Linked DNA regions of Mus musculus: region 1 is linked to region 2. The links are chromatin contacts, called in public Hi-C maps. All regions are on one chromosome and are shown on one strand. Each heading gives the region's core, a stretch centred on a gene start, on an enhancer-like site or on the middle of the called end of the contact. The rest is flanking DNA. Distances are from core to core; before and after follow the strand shown.

Region 1 (6,610 bases), core at 3,600-6,099, 290 kb before region 2:
CCTGGCTAGACACCCAATAGATATTAGGTTTGCTTGATTAGACAGAAATTCCAAGTTTCAACAAAGGAAATTAAAAAGCCACAGAAATAAAGCGTAGTCTGTGTACACATCAAAGACATATGTCACTAACAGGACGGACCACTTGTGAGGCCAAACCCTAAGGACTGTTTGCCAAGTACAATTCTCCATTGTACATTTTGTTAGGATTTTATTTTTATGTTTTATTTATGTGTATGTATGTGTGTCTGTCTGTGATTATCTGCACACATGTGCAGATGTCTGTAGAGGCCAGATGAGGGTGCTGGCTATGCTGAAGCTGGGGTCACACGGGGTTCTGCAGTGCCCAAGATGGGTGCCGGGAATTGAATTCTGGTCCTCTGCAAGCAGCAAACACCCATAAATGCTGAGCTGTACCTCCAGCCCCATTGTAAAAGCTTCGTTTGAGTTCCAAGAGGATATAGCTTTGACCTTTGCCTCTACCAGTGCCCTGGGTAAGCTGGAAGTGGGCAGCCAGGGCACTTCACACGAGACTTGCCATCTAGCTACCCACGCCTGGGGATGAGCAGCGGTGGAGCCACATAGAGCCTTCACTGAGCTCCATCTCTGATGTCCCAGTGTGGTCACTCCTTCCTGCTCTCTGCATGGGACTCACCAGGGAACTTGGTTAAGAGATGAATTTAGGGTTGGTAGGGCTGCCAGTAAGCCCATACACTTAATGTTTACTGCGTTCCTGTATGGCTATGAATGTGAAGTACTCTAGCCATTGAGACCAAACATCTTTGTACTGAAAAGAGCCAGTCGGTTTCTCTCAGTGCTTACAGTTGCCAGCAGGTGGAGGCAGAGGCCTACAACACGGTGTCTGTAGACGAAAACTAGGACACATTCCAGTCAGCAAAGCATTCCACTTTGTAAGCAGAATCAGGGTCATTTTGAACCAGATGGGCTCTACAGAAGACGCTGCACAGAACATTAGGGAGTTGTTTACTGTCTAGATGGTCTGCGGGTCATCTGCCAGCACCTAGCAGGTTCTGTGTCACATCACAATTCTTCCCCAGGAAAGACTCACAAGGTCCTGGGAGAGAGGACACAGGGGTTTCATATCAGTTCCAAAGTCAGAATTCATTTTTGCTCATGTGCACATGCCTTGTGCTTACTGCTCCAGTCCGTAGCCCCCTTACAACTCTAACTCCAAGTCAGAAAGATGAAACTATGTAATGTGCGGTGACTGTCAAGACTGAAGGCTGTAAGGACTGCAACAGTGCAGGATGTCTAACAGTGAAGGATGCCTAAGTGCAGTGGTTCCTGCTAACTTGCACAGCCGCTCCGACCTGTAGCAGTTACCGTTCTCACCGCTGTAACCGCATTACTGGCAGAAACGATTTAAGGGAAGGTTCATTTTGCTCCGGGCTTCAGAGTTCGGTGCAGGGCTGCTTGGCACCACATGCATGGGTAAGAACATGGTAGCAACAGGAGTATGAGGCAGAGGACCTTTCCTCCTGCTGGACAGGAAGCAGAATAGGGCAAAACAGGAAGGGGCCAGGTCAGGACATAATTTCCAAAGACACACTCCGGGGACCTACTTCCTTCAACCAAGGTGCACCTCATACTTTTTTAGTACCTTGTAACACTGCAGTCATATTATAACTTCCGCAGTCCTAGTTTAGATCCACCAAGGGATTAAACCACTCAGTTATGCAGCACACACACAGGTGTGTTATACTAATGTGGAAATTTCCTTGGCTAAAACTGATCTTTATTTCTGTGCATCTGTGTGAGGCTTTGTGAGTGTATGTGCACCTCTTGCATGCGGGGCATTCTCCAGAAACAGGCATTGGATTGCCTGGGCCTGGAGTTACATGTGGTTGTGAGTCACCCTGTGAGTGCTGGGAACTGAACCTGGGTCCTCGGCTAGAGCAGTAGGCATTCCTAATGGCTGAGCCATCCCTCCAGCCCCAGATCTAGGATTTTCTTAATTTAAACACGTTCACAATCAAGGTTCGCTGTCACACCTCTCTCTGTGTATCCTTTCTCGGACCTCCTACCTGGTCTGGTCCCAATCCTTGTCCTAATCCAGAGGGATGTCAGACAGAAGGAGAGGAGGAAGAGAGAGCAGGTTAGACTGAGTTGCTCAGCTCTCACTGTGGCAAGGCCTGATACCGTGGTAGTTCAGGGAATGGACAGCTGTGTAAGGACAGTCAGAATGTGGCCTGACTTTTTTTTTTTTTTTCCTTTGCAAAGAACTGGACTGACCAGAACTTCAGAGCAGAGTATTCCATGAGTTTTAGAAATCTACAAAGCCCCTTTCACACAATGGTTTTTGCCAGGAGAATTCATTGGCTTAACCTGCGATCTCAAGTAGCTGCGGATGTCCTGCCTGTTGGTGCAAGTTCAAGGCATCTGCCCTGGACCAGATGCCTGTCCCTTCCCCCAGTCCAAATGATGACACCCTAATCTTTACTGTGGTGTATTTTCAGGTGAAGGCTTTTGTAGGTTGTTAGAGGAAGCCTCTACAACGGGGCTCGTGCCCTTGTAAGGGGCTGAGGCCAGAGCTTGTTGTCTGCCATAGGCACAATGGGGATGTTATCATCCTAGGCAGGGGACCACACCAGAGTCCAGTCACCCTAGCTCTTGGAACTCAAATAAGGGAAGCTAGGAAGCCACAGACTTTGGAAATACAGCTCGGTCTATTAATGAATTTTATGAATTTGCCAGGACCCTAGATTTCTTGACACATTTAGGAGCAAGAAACAGACTGACAGATGAGATGTCATGTATATGTATATGTATGCTCTTAAAAGCCTTAAATACTCAACACTAAACATTCTTCGAAGACCACAAGCCTGGGCAGTGTATAACTACATGTCCAGATGTATTGATATCAATGCATAATTATGGAGATAACCCCTGACCTGGGAAATTGTCCCTGACAGTCTTACTGGACCAGAGAAGCAGGGCTGTTGTTCAAATCCATCATTAAAGCTAAAAACCCTCTGGGCATTCATCTCTTTCAGGTGGAACCCTGGCCACGACAGTGACATAGTCAATCACAGGGCTGGGCCAATGGCTCTCAGCAAGGACAGTCCAAGGTAGATCCACAAGAAAGAAAGCAGCTTCCACCTTAGGGCCTCATTCTTTGCTGGGCCAAAGCAGCAAAGAAAGAAGAGCAAAAAAGACACTCGGTTAGGAGGCTGAAAACCAGCCAAAGAGGCACTCTGGAGACAGTGTGATGTCCACAACTTTGAAGTGGTAAGACCTGGCAGACAACTTGGAAGTGAGGACGACCCACGCCTGTGTGGATAAGCTATGAGATGAGTAGCCTGAGAGGCCTTCGGGAGAAGCACACAAGCAAGCAGAAGCCTTAGTCCTTGGTCCCTAGAGCTCTGCCTTTCTGTGCAGGTCAGTCAGCCCAGAACCGTGATGGTTAAAGCCAGTTCTATGATGTCATAAACCATCCTAGAAGGAGCACGTGCTTCTGCGTGCGATGGCGTTGAACCTAACCCTGAGTCTAATTCCCACTTTCTGTGTGGCCTTCTAGATGGAATAAACTCATTCTTACCCAGAATTCTGACCTGGTGTATGATAAGACTTGTGCATCTGTGTGCATCTCTATGTATACACGCATGTTCTTGCACGTACTTGGGTCTGCATGCGTGCATTCTACATGTGTATGTGCGTTAGCACACATAAGAAGAGGCTGCCCTGAGACTAAAGCATAGCACATTCAACAGACAAATCCTCCCAGGGGTTTCCCAGTGGCTCTTATGTGCTCTTAAGATAGCCTGCTTCTAATTGCCTCAGACTGGGGAGAATTCATCTCAAAAGTTATTTTGAGATGTTCTGTAGTATTGAGATTTGACAGCAAACAATGCTACTGAGTTACTCCTAAACACCTACTCATTATTATCAGAAAAGTACAGTGTACATTATGAACAGAAAGGAAAAAAAAAAAAAAAAAACAGACCTTAAGATTCTAGACAGCTGAAGATCTAGATAAAGGGATGGTAAATTACCCCCTAAGCATTTTTGGAAACGTGTGTGGATTTGGAAAGGTGTGTCCTACAGAAGGTTAGTACTGGGAGGCCTCCCTACAGTTTCAAGGAGAAAAAAGGAAGATTTGATAAAGTTTGTGAGGTGTCACTGTGCATGCTTAGCCCCAGGGGAAGCAGAGGTTACAGGCCAGCCTTGGTTACACAGCAAGCCCCAGGTGTGCCCCAGCAAGCCACACAGTGGGTGTGGAGGCACAGCTGAGTTTGAGCACCGGCTTTCCCTTTATGTTTGCCCTCAGACGACTTTTTGGTGCTGGTCCTTGGCTTACTTATTTGTACAATGAAGAAATCTAGGGAACGCACAAGGGCATTCTGAAGGCCAAGTGAATTAAAGGAGTCTAGCACCCAACCTGTTTCTCTGATAATTCCCTTCCATGGGCGCTCTCCTTCTGCTCTCTCCCCTCCCTCCCTCTCTCTCTCCTCCACCATCCACTCAGTCACACAAGCCAAGGCACACCCTTGATACACCTTCTACCTCAGCATCTTTCTATCCTACCCGCCACCAAAGCTTGGTGATTTTAACAAGTGGTCTCACAGCCCCCGTGCAGCATCAGGTTTCAGCCCACTGTTCTTCTGTTGCTTTCAAACCAGGAGCACAAGGCTCTTGCCTGAACTTCCCTCACTTGGACCAGTGGCTCAACAAAATGTTACTAAAAAGCAGAACGTGAGGAGGGTGCATAGAGAACATACAGAGAACATTTGAGATAAAAAAGAAAAGCAAGAAGGCCAGGCAAGGTGGTAAACACCTTTAATCCCGGTACTTGGGAGGCAGGCAGATCTGGGGCAGCCTGGACTATGTAACCAAGTTCTAGGCCAGCCATGGTGACATAGTGAGACCTTTATTCAAGAAAGAAAGCACAAGCAGACAAGAACAAAATTGATGGGTTTGTTGCTGCAAATGCAACAATTTCCAAGCGTTTCCTTGGATCTGAAGAGAGCCAGTAAGGGCATTTGACTTGGCTAAGGGCCCACACCTGATTTCAAGATAACTCTCCCAGGGTACAAAGACTAAGGGCAGTTAAGCCCCAGTGAGGAGAGCTGCCAACATGACTGATCTAAATGGAATGTGAGCCTATGAGTCATTTGTAGCTTTAAATACTATAGAGAAAAGAATTTGTAAAACATGCCCAAACAGCCTGGCTTTGATGTGGTGAACTCTTTCAAAACCACATTGTTCAAATTTATGCTAAAATGCAAAGCCCTCATGTTTACAATGGTGTTATTGGAGGAACATGGCAAAAAAAAAAAAAGTACCACTGTTCAATTTAAAGGCAAGACTTAAAACTTCAGAGCAATGGGGTGCTTCCCAGTACTAATTCCGAGCTGTTAAAGCCCAAGAGGCTAGCAGTGAATGCTCTTGCAGCATCTTGGCCTGATTGGGGAGTGGCTCTTTATATATTTTTGATCTTGTTAATTATGCCGTAGGGCTAGGGTAATGTCTCAAGGGTCACCATTGCCCCTGGGGCAGGCTACAAATGACACATAATGCAATGCTCTGTACCTGATGCTGTGAGCCTGGCTAGCCTTTCCAATACAAAACACCCACGCCAGAGTGATTTTATTATAAAAGACAGAAGGGCACTCTTTGGGATTATAAACATCTGAAAACAACATTGTCATGGATTGCACTCAGCTATTTTGGATACACAGGGGCCGGGTACAGCTGAAGAACCTAGCAAATGCACTGCCATGCTTGTATGCAGGAGGAGGAGGCAGAGGCAATCATGGCGGCGAGATCACACCGAGTGCAGAAGAAAATGAACAGTCAGCTGCAGGCAGAGTCCAGACACCAGAGGTGCAAGTCCCAGCAACAGTCCTTGACCCCTGTAGCTCAGTTACCTTGTTCTGAATGCAAAGGTACATAACTTTATAACCACAAAGAGCCAGGAGCCAGACTTGACACAGCCTGATTGTTCCAGGACCCACCCCCGCCCCCCACCATGTCTCCTACCAAGCACCAGGTCTCCCACTGTGACCTTTTTTGATATATCTTAGAGAAAGAGACAGATCTTCAAGAAGACAGGTAGGGTCCTTAGTGTGGGATAGAATCATGAGGGCAGAATCATGGATGAGGATTAGCACCACCTTCATGCCTCAGTGCCCGGGGGCTTACATGCTAGATGCCTGTGATGGATCCGACCTTGTCCTTTAGCCACTAGTACTGATAGCCACACCTTGGCACAAGTGGATAGTTCTTCCCATTCCCTTCCCTTCCAAATGAGACAACAACCCAATGTGTGAATCCAGCTGGCTGTTTTCCTTCCTCTTACACAAATGGAGAGAGTACGTGGGAAACAGTTTTGAACTCCAGAGAGCGTGTCAGTGTCCAATACAGCATACATGGACAAAGACGGAAAGGCAGAAGGGAGTATGATACGGACAAGGGTCATAAATCTTGATAATTTATTAAAACGGTCACAGTACTGGACACTGTTCCTTTAATGCTGCTGCATGTCAAAGCAGCTCAAGCTAGCTTGTGTTGGATCAAGAAAGGCACTGAGTAGGCATGGCCATTTTTCCCTGTCTGGGGTACCTACTATCAGGGGTGGGGGATGGCACCTCTA
Region 2 (6,355 bases), core at 2,514-5,013:
TCTCCAATTGCTGTTACATAGATGGGCTTGTATGGGTGTGTGTGTGGGTGTGTGTGTGTGTGTGTGTGTGTGTGTGTGTTTGATTATGTAACTACCAGTCTGAACCCCCCAGATCTTGGTTGCTCAGAGCTTAGGAGCTTTTCCCATCCTTATCTTTTCTGTCTGGAGGATTTTTCTGACTCTCAGAGTTTCTCCATACCTTCCTGATTAACTGCTTTATGATTAATTAAGCAAGATTGGCTTTAGTTGCTTACATATACAAGTCCTATGCCCCAATATAGGGGAATGCCAGGACCAGGAATGGGAGTGGGTAGGTTGGGAAGTAGGGGGAAGGGGGAGGGGATAGGGGATTTTCAGAGGGGAAACTAGGAAAGAGGATAACATTTGAAATATAAATAAAGAAAATATCTAATAAAGACAAGGAAGAAAAAAGAAATACAAAAGGAAAGCAAAACCATCTCTCTTTTTTAATGGCAGCAGATTTAACTCATACATCTCTTCTTAAGATATTTATACACACACACACACACACACACACACACACACACACACACACACACACACTCATCTATTATCTACATGGAAGGAGACTATCTTTTCATTCTTTGATATGAGGCTTATAGTGTGATTTATTTTGGGTTTCTCAAAGTGTGACATTTGGTATGTCTTGGCTCTTACACTTCTGCTGTCCCTATGGAAAGGGTGTGTGTGTTAGTTTGGATGTAATTGGCCCCCACAGGCCCATAAAGAGCAGAACTATTAGGAAGTGTGGCCTGCTTAGAATCAGTGTGGCCTTGTTGGAGGAGGTGTGTCACTATGGAAGGTGGCTTTGAGGTCTCTTATGTTCAACTCATATCCAGTGGCACAGTCCCCTTTTGCTTCCTGTAGATCAAGGCATAGAACTTTCAGCTTCTTTTCTAGCACCTCTGTCTGCCTGGATGCAGCCATGCTTCCTGCCATGTTGATAATGGGCTAAACCTCTGAAACTGTAAGCCAACCCCAATTAATGTTTCCCTTTATAAGAATTCCCATAGTCATGGTGTCTCTTCATATCAATGGAATCCCTAACTAAGACACATGACTAGATTTTGTGAAATCCAAGAGGAGGAAGAGAGATGTATGGTACAGAGCTAGCCAGCTAAGGTCCCCTGTCTAGATCAGCAGATACCAGACAATCCACAAACAAACAAACAAACAAACAAACAAACACCCAACCATTTCTGGGTCTTCGGGCAAAGGCCCCTAATCATTTTGAGACAGAATTTCTCTGTGCAGTCCTGGCTGTCCTGAAACTCACTCTGTAGACCAGGCTGGTCTCGAACTCAGAAATCTGCCTGCCTTTGCCTCCAAGTGCTGGGATTACAGGCATGCACTACCCAAAGCCCACCCACTAGTGACATACTTCCTCCAACAAGGCCACATCCCCTACTCCTTCTAAAGTACCAATCCCTGATGACTCAACATTCATATGTATGAACCTATGGGGGCTATTCTTATTCAAATCACTACACCTTGACTAAAAAGAAAAAGAGGACCCAGTGGCAGGGTTTTGAAATTATGAGGGCTATTCCTCAATGAGGAGACTTCCAGGTCTGATGCAGATATATTCCTTTGAATTCTATGTCTGAAGTACATAGTATCTCCAATAATGTCTTACCTTCTTTTCTGGAAGAAACCAAGGGTAATGGCAATAGCTTATATTATTTTGGGGGGTCTCTGACTTCACTGACCAACAACTGAAAAAGAGGATTCCTATACCTGATACTGGATTTTTTGCTAGATAATCTACATTTTGGGGGGGGGGGCATTGAATTGTTCCTTCACTATTTAGATAGGAAGATGATCTCCCTACAATTCTAGGTACTCTCTTCTAGTGCTAATATCTTTTAGAGCTACCCTTTCTTGATGTTACATATGAGTCCAGGCTTTATGTTCTAGCCTGTGAATGGGATTAAGTTTCTGATGCCTTTCTCTATTTGTAGGTTGATTATAAAAATAGAAAAGCAATGAATATAAGTTACTAAATCCTTAAGCCTGGCTGAATTAAAAATTGTGATTGTTAATTTGTCCATTTGATTAAAGAACTCATTTATTTCAGAAAACGCAAAAGTAGCACTTATCTTAAATGTTATATTTGAACTTATAACACTCAAAAGCATGTTGTATTATTCATCACTTTCCTCCCTGTCATGACTAAATACCTAACAAGAACCAACTGAAGATAAGAATGGTTTATTGTGGCTCCCAGTTTGAAGGGGCACAGGCCATCACTGTGGACAGGTATGGTGGAGGGAGTGTGAGATAGCTGGGTACATTGTGGCTAAAGTCAGACACAGAAAGGACAGGAAGTAGGGCTGGGCTAGTAAACTTTAGAGCTGACTCTAGGTGATTCAGTTTGTCCATCTAGGCCCTACTTTAAGGTCCACCTCCAGTTGAGAACCAAGTGTCCAAACAGTCAAGCTTATAGAGACAGGTCACAGTCAAGCCACAGCACGTGTTAATTTGTTGATGTCTCCTACTCTGAGATTGTCCAATAACTGATATGCTAAATGGTTTGAAATGGTAAGTTTGTCTTAAAATTTCATCATAATGTCCACCTTCCCCAAGTAAACCGTGCACTGATATTACAAAAGATGATTAGTTAAATAGGTTTTATGTGAAGAAAGCTACTACTTTTTATGCTGTGAAACTCCCCCTACTCTTATTTCTTGACATTAAGCAATAGGAAGCAGGAATGAAAATGGAAAGACATGCCAGAATGGTAAAAAACCTGCAAAGCAACAGAATAGTCTGTAGGTATGCAGTGACTTCCCCTGCCTATAAAAAGAACATAGCTGGCCTTTTACAGTATAAGGCTGTGGTAGATCTAGTTTAACTCCTCTTAAAGGTATAAAGGTGCTTCAGCTTGCAGGGTAAGGGTCAGAATCACAGCTTGGCCCTCTTCTGCTCTGAACTGTTTTGAGACATGTTCATCTAGAGGTGGCTTATTTTTGCTTCTGGTGTTAAAATCACAACCTTAGATATGAACATCTCTCATAAAGGGCTACTGTTAGGGCAGAAAACACATTCATGAATCCTTCTGGGGTCTTGTTTAATATAGGTGATTATTTAGTGTAACTAGCAGAATTTCCAAGCACATTTGTTTTGCTTGTGTGCATGTTTGTGTAGCTATAGGTACATTACATACATACACTTGTATGTGCGTTAGGACCAGCATATAGCCTGGGATGTTGCTCCTCATGCTCTTTCCACGTTGACGTCTTTCTTTTTTGAGACTAGTTTTCTCACTGGCCTGCAGCTTGCCCAGTAGTGAGTAGGGTAGGTGAGCAGTGAGCTCAAGCTTCAGGGAGGAACCTGTTTATGCCTCCCCAGCCCTGGATTATAAGTGTGCATCACCATGCCTGGCTTTTTATTATGTAGGTTTCACAGATCAAACTCAGGTCCTCATGCTCCACGGAGCTATCTCCCCAGTCTCTCCAAGTACATCTTATATGTAAAAACCACTGCGTTCCCAGGAGCCAGTCTGCTTTGTCAGCATTTCTTATACCCTCCTCTCGTCTTTTGTTTTTGATAAAAGAAATAAAATGTCCATGGTTCTTTTTAATAGAAATTTACACATATAAACTCAGAACAAAGGACTGTTTTGACAGCATGGAGTTCTAAGAAAGCAGGGCTCAGATGAAACGACCAGAAAGTGCCATTACATCCATGGCTCAAGGAACAACAGTGCTCGGCTGATGTATTCCAGGCAAACCCCACAGCATAAATCTTTAATACCACTGCCTTTCATGTGACATTTTTATATAAAAACTGTTTGCAGAGCAGTGTAACCTTTTCTGGTGTTCGTTCAAATTAATCAGGGCTGCCCAGGCCTCACGTTTCACCGTATAACTAACTGCTTGAGATACGTCAGCAAATACTATCAACACATTTTGATTTGGCTCCTTGTTTGGAGTCTCACCAGAACCAAATAAGGGGTTGACATACCAGTTTTCAAACAAGGTCAACGGTGAGGCTGCTGCTGCTGTGCTTAGATAGACATTCTGATGCCTGAGTGCCAGCCTGCAGTGTTTGTGCAGTGGGCCAAGGCCAAGGCTTTCTCTTCATAGCAGGTATAAATTTTGACTTCATAAAAAGTCATAAATTTTAAGTTTAGGACAAATTCTCCGTCTGTCTCTATCTCTCTATGTGTGTGTCTGTGTGTCTATCTGTCTCTGTCACACACACCACCACCACCACCACCACCACCACCAACAACAACAACAACAACTTACACACACTACCACCAAGGAGGAAGCATTCAATTTTATTTAAGTAACAGAATGCTAGTTAAGGAGTAAATAAGCTTATTTCTTCATTAGAAATAAGCTATACAAGTCTAAAATGGATATATATTTAGAACCATAGATCTTAGAATATTTACTGAGGATGGGTTTTCCATTTATTGAATAATTAGCAAAATATTTTAGAAAATATTTATCTCACTGTACATGACTCTTGATTGCAAACCAATTGTTATTTTTTGAGCTTACCTGACTCTAACAAGAGTTTTTAGAATGAGGATTTTGATTGACCCACTCTTCTGTGGATTTTGAGTCACCAAGGATATAGGATAGATACACACACACACACACACACACACACACACACACACACACACAGGTCCATCTATTGCTAGCTCTATGCTTTTGCTTGGACCTTCTCTGCTTGCCTTCCCTCATCTTCCTTGGAGGTTGTCCAATGGCCTGCAGAGTGTCAGAAGCACATGGCCTCAAAGCTTACGGCTATAGAGAAAGAGCAGTTGCTGCCTTCAAGAAGAGTCTGGGACTAGCATAACTGGCTCATTTTGGGGCAAAGCCAAGCTGAGGTAGGCTTGGATCTCCAAGCGGCCTCACTTGGATCAGAGCTGCTATTTTAGCACCACATGGTGTACTGAGACAGCCATTGAACTGTGCTCACTCTCCAAAGGCAGGGATGCTGTAGGGACCATAAACTAAAAGTAAAAAAGTAAAAATAAAAATCTGCCCATTATAGTAGCAGAGAGTCCTCAAGTAGACTCCATGTTCACTCATGATGATTGGTTTAGTCTTCCTAGCTACCTAGTCAGGGAGTTCAGTTGTGGAGCAAAAGCATCAGGGATAATGGACTTATATGCAAGAACATAAGACTCAGCATACAGATATACAGTTAGGTTTGCAAAGTAGCAGGCTAACAAAGAAGAGGGCTGGTGTTTAGAAGAAAGTGGATTTTATGAGGAGGCATACAAATGGATTCTAGGCTACAAACATACTGAGAGAATCCATTTCTTATTCCAGCATGCTGTTGTTTCAAAGTGGCTACCTTTCAAGAACTGTACAATGTATCAATAGCTGGGATATTAAGACTCTGACATAGACAATGTACCAAGCAAAACTGTACACTTTAGATAAAAAACAAAAAACTGAGTTATACATCTTCTTTTCTGCCATGCTAGGGAATTGAACTCACTATGGTGAGTGCTTGGTAAGTGTTCTATTGACAGAGTTATGCCTCCAGACCTGGAGTTTTATCCAAGTCTTATGAGTGTCAAGGGGAGAACTCATAGAATAAAGTAAAAGTGGCCAATGGAGGCTGTGTTGTCTTGAAGAAAAGAGGCTTCCTCTTGAGCTTCTCAGTTCTTCAGCCGGCACAGGAAAACATAACGAAGGCAAACCCAAGAGCTCCCTCTCCTCTCCTCTCTGTCCATCTGTCTGTCTCTATCTGTTTCTGTCTCTGTCACACACACACACACATACTCTCTCTCTCTCTCTCTCACACACACACACACACACACACACACACACACACACACACACACACACAATGCTGGTATCCCAAAGCAAACAGCTGCATGACTGGATGCTCTATCTTTCCATCCAGCTCCCTGCTCACATGCCCCCATCCTTCAATAGGTACAGCAATAAGAAAAGTGAGAAGATCAGAGGAGAGCAGTAAGAGCCAATGAATGAACAGTTGTATCCAATAATACCCCTGCCACATGGCAATCCATGAGAGAAATCAGAAGAAACTCTTTCCTCTTTGCTTTTAGCTCCCTATAAAATTTCTAATACATTTGATCTGCCTATCTCTCTATTAGTTATTTTTTCACTGATGTGACCCAAGAAAAGCAGCGTAAGAAAGAAAGGATTCATTTTGGCTCCTGGTTTGAGTGTGGAGTCCATAATGGCTGGGAAGTCAAGGCAGCAGGAGCTTTAAGCAGTTGGTCAAATTGCATCTCCAATCAGAGGACAAAGAGATGAATACCGATCTTCAGCTCACTTTGTCCTTTTTATTCACTCTAGGGTCTCAACTCATGGACAGTGCTTGCCCACACTTA

What was found. Hi-C and Micro-C count contacts between places; a contact is called where the count stands out from the background.
Region 1: a Hi-C map of uterus shows a contact between it and region 2, with 3 times the contacts expected there. The contact joins two enhancer-like sites. A contact is called at or near these places in 3 of 484 Hi-C or Micro-C datasets (the HPC-7 cell line, myocytes and uterus).

Annotation. Positions count from the first base shown.
Region 1 is chr1:82,427,775-82,434,384 of GRCm38.p6, reverse strand. The region is part of intron 6 of Rhbdd1 (rhomboid domain containing 1); the gene reads right to left. Among named protein-coding and RNA genes, the nearest start is that of Gm46095, 59 kb to the right of the region's middle. Within about 2 kb of position 4,849, at least 63 of the 459 cell types and tissues checked have an H3K27ac peak or open chromatin away from gene starts, as enhancers often do. A contact at or near this core is called in uterus, where this site is marked.
Region 2 is chr1:82,133,604-82,139,958 of GRCm38.p6, reverse strand. No RefSeq gene overlaps it. Among named protein-coding and RNA genes, the nearest start is that of Mir6344, 4.9 kb to the right of the region's middle. Within about 2 kb of position 3,763, at least 7 of the 459 cell types and tissues checked have an H3K27ac peak or open chromatin away from gene starts, as enhancers often do. A contact at or near this core is called in uterus, where this site is marked.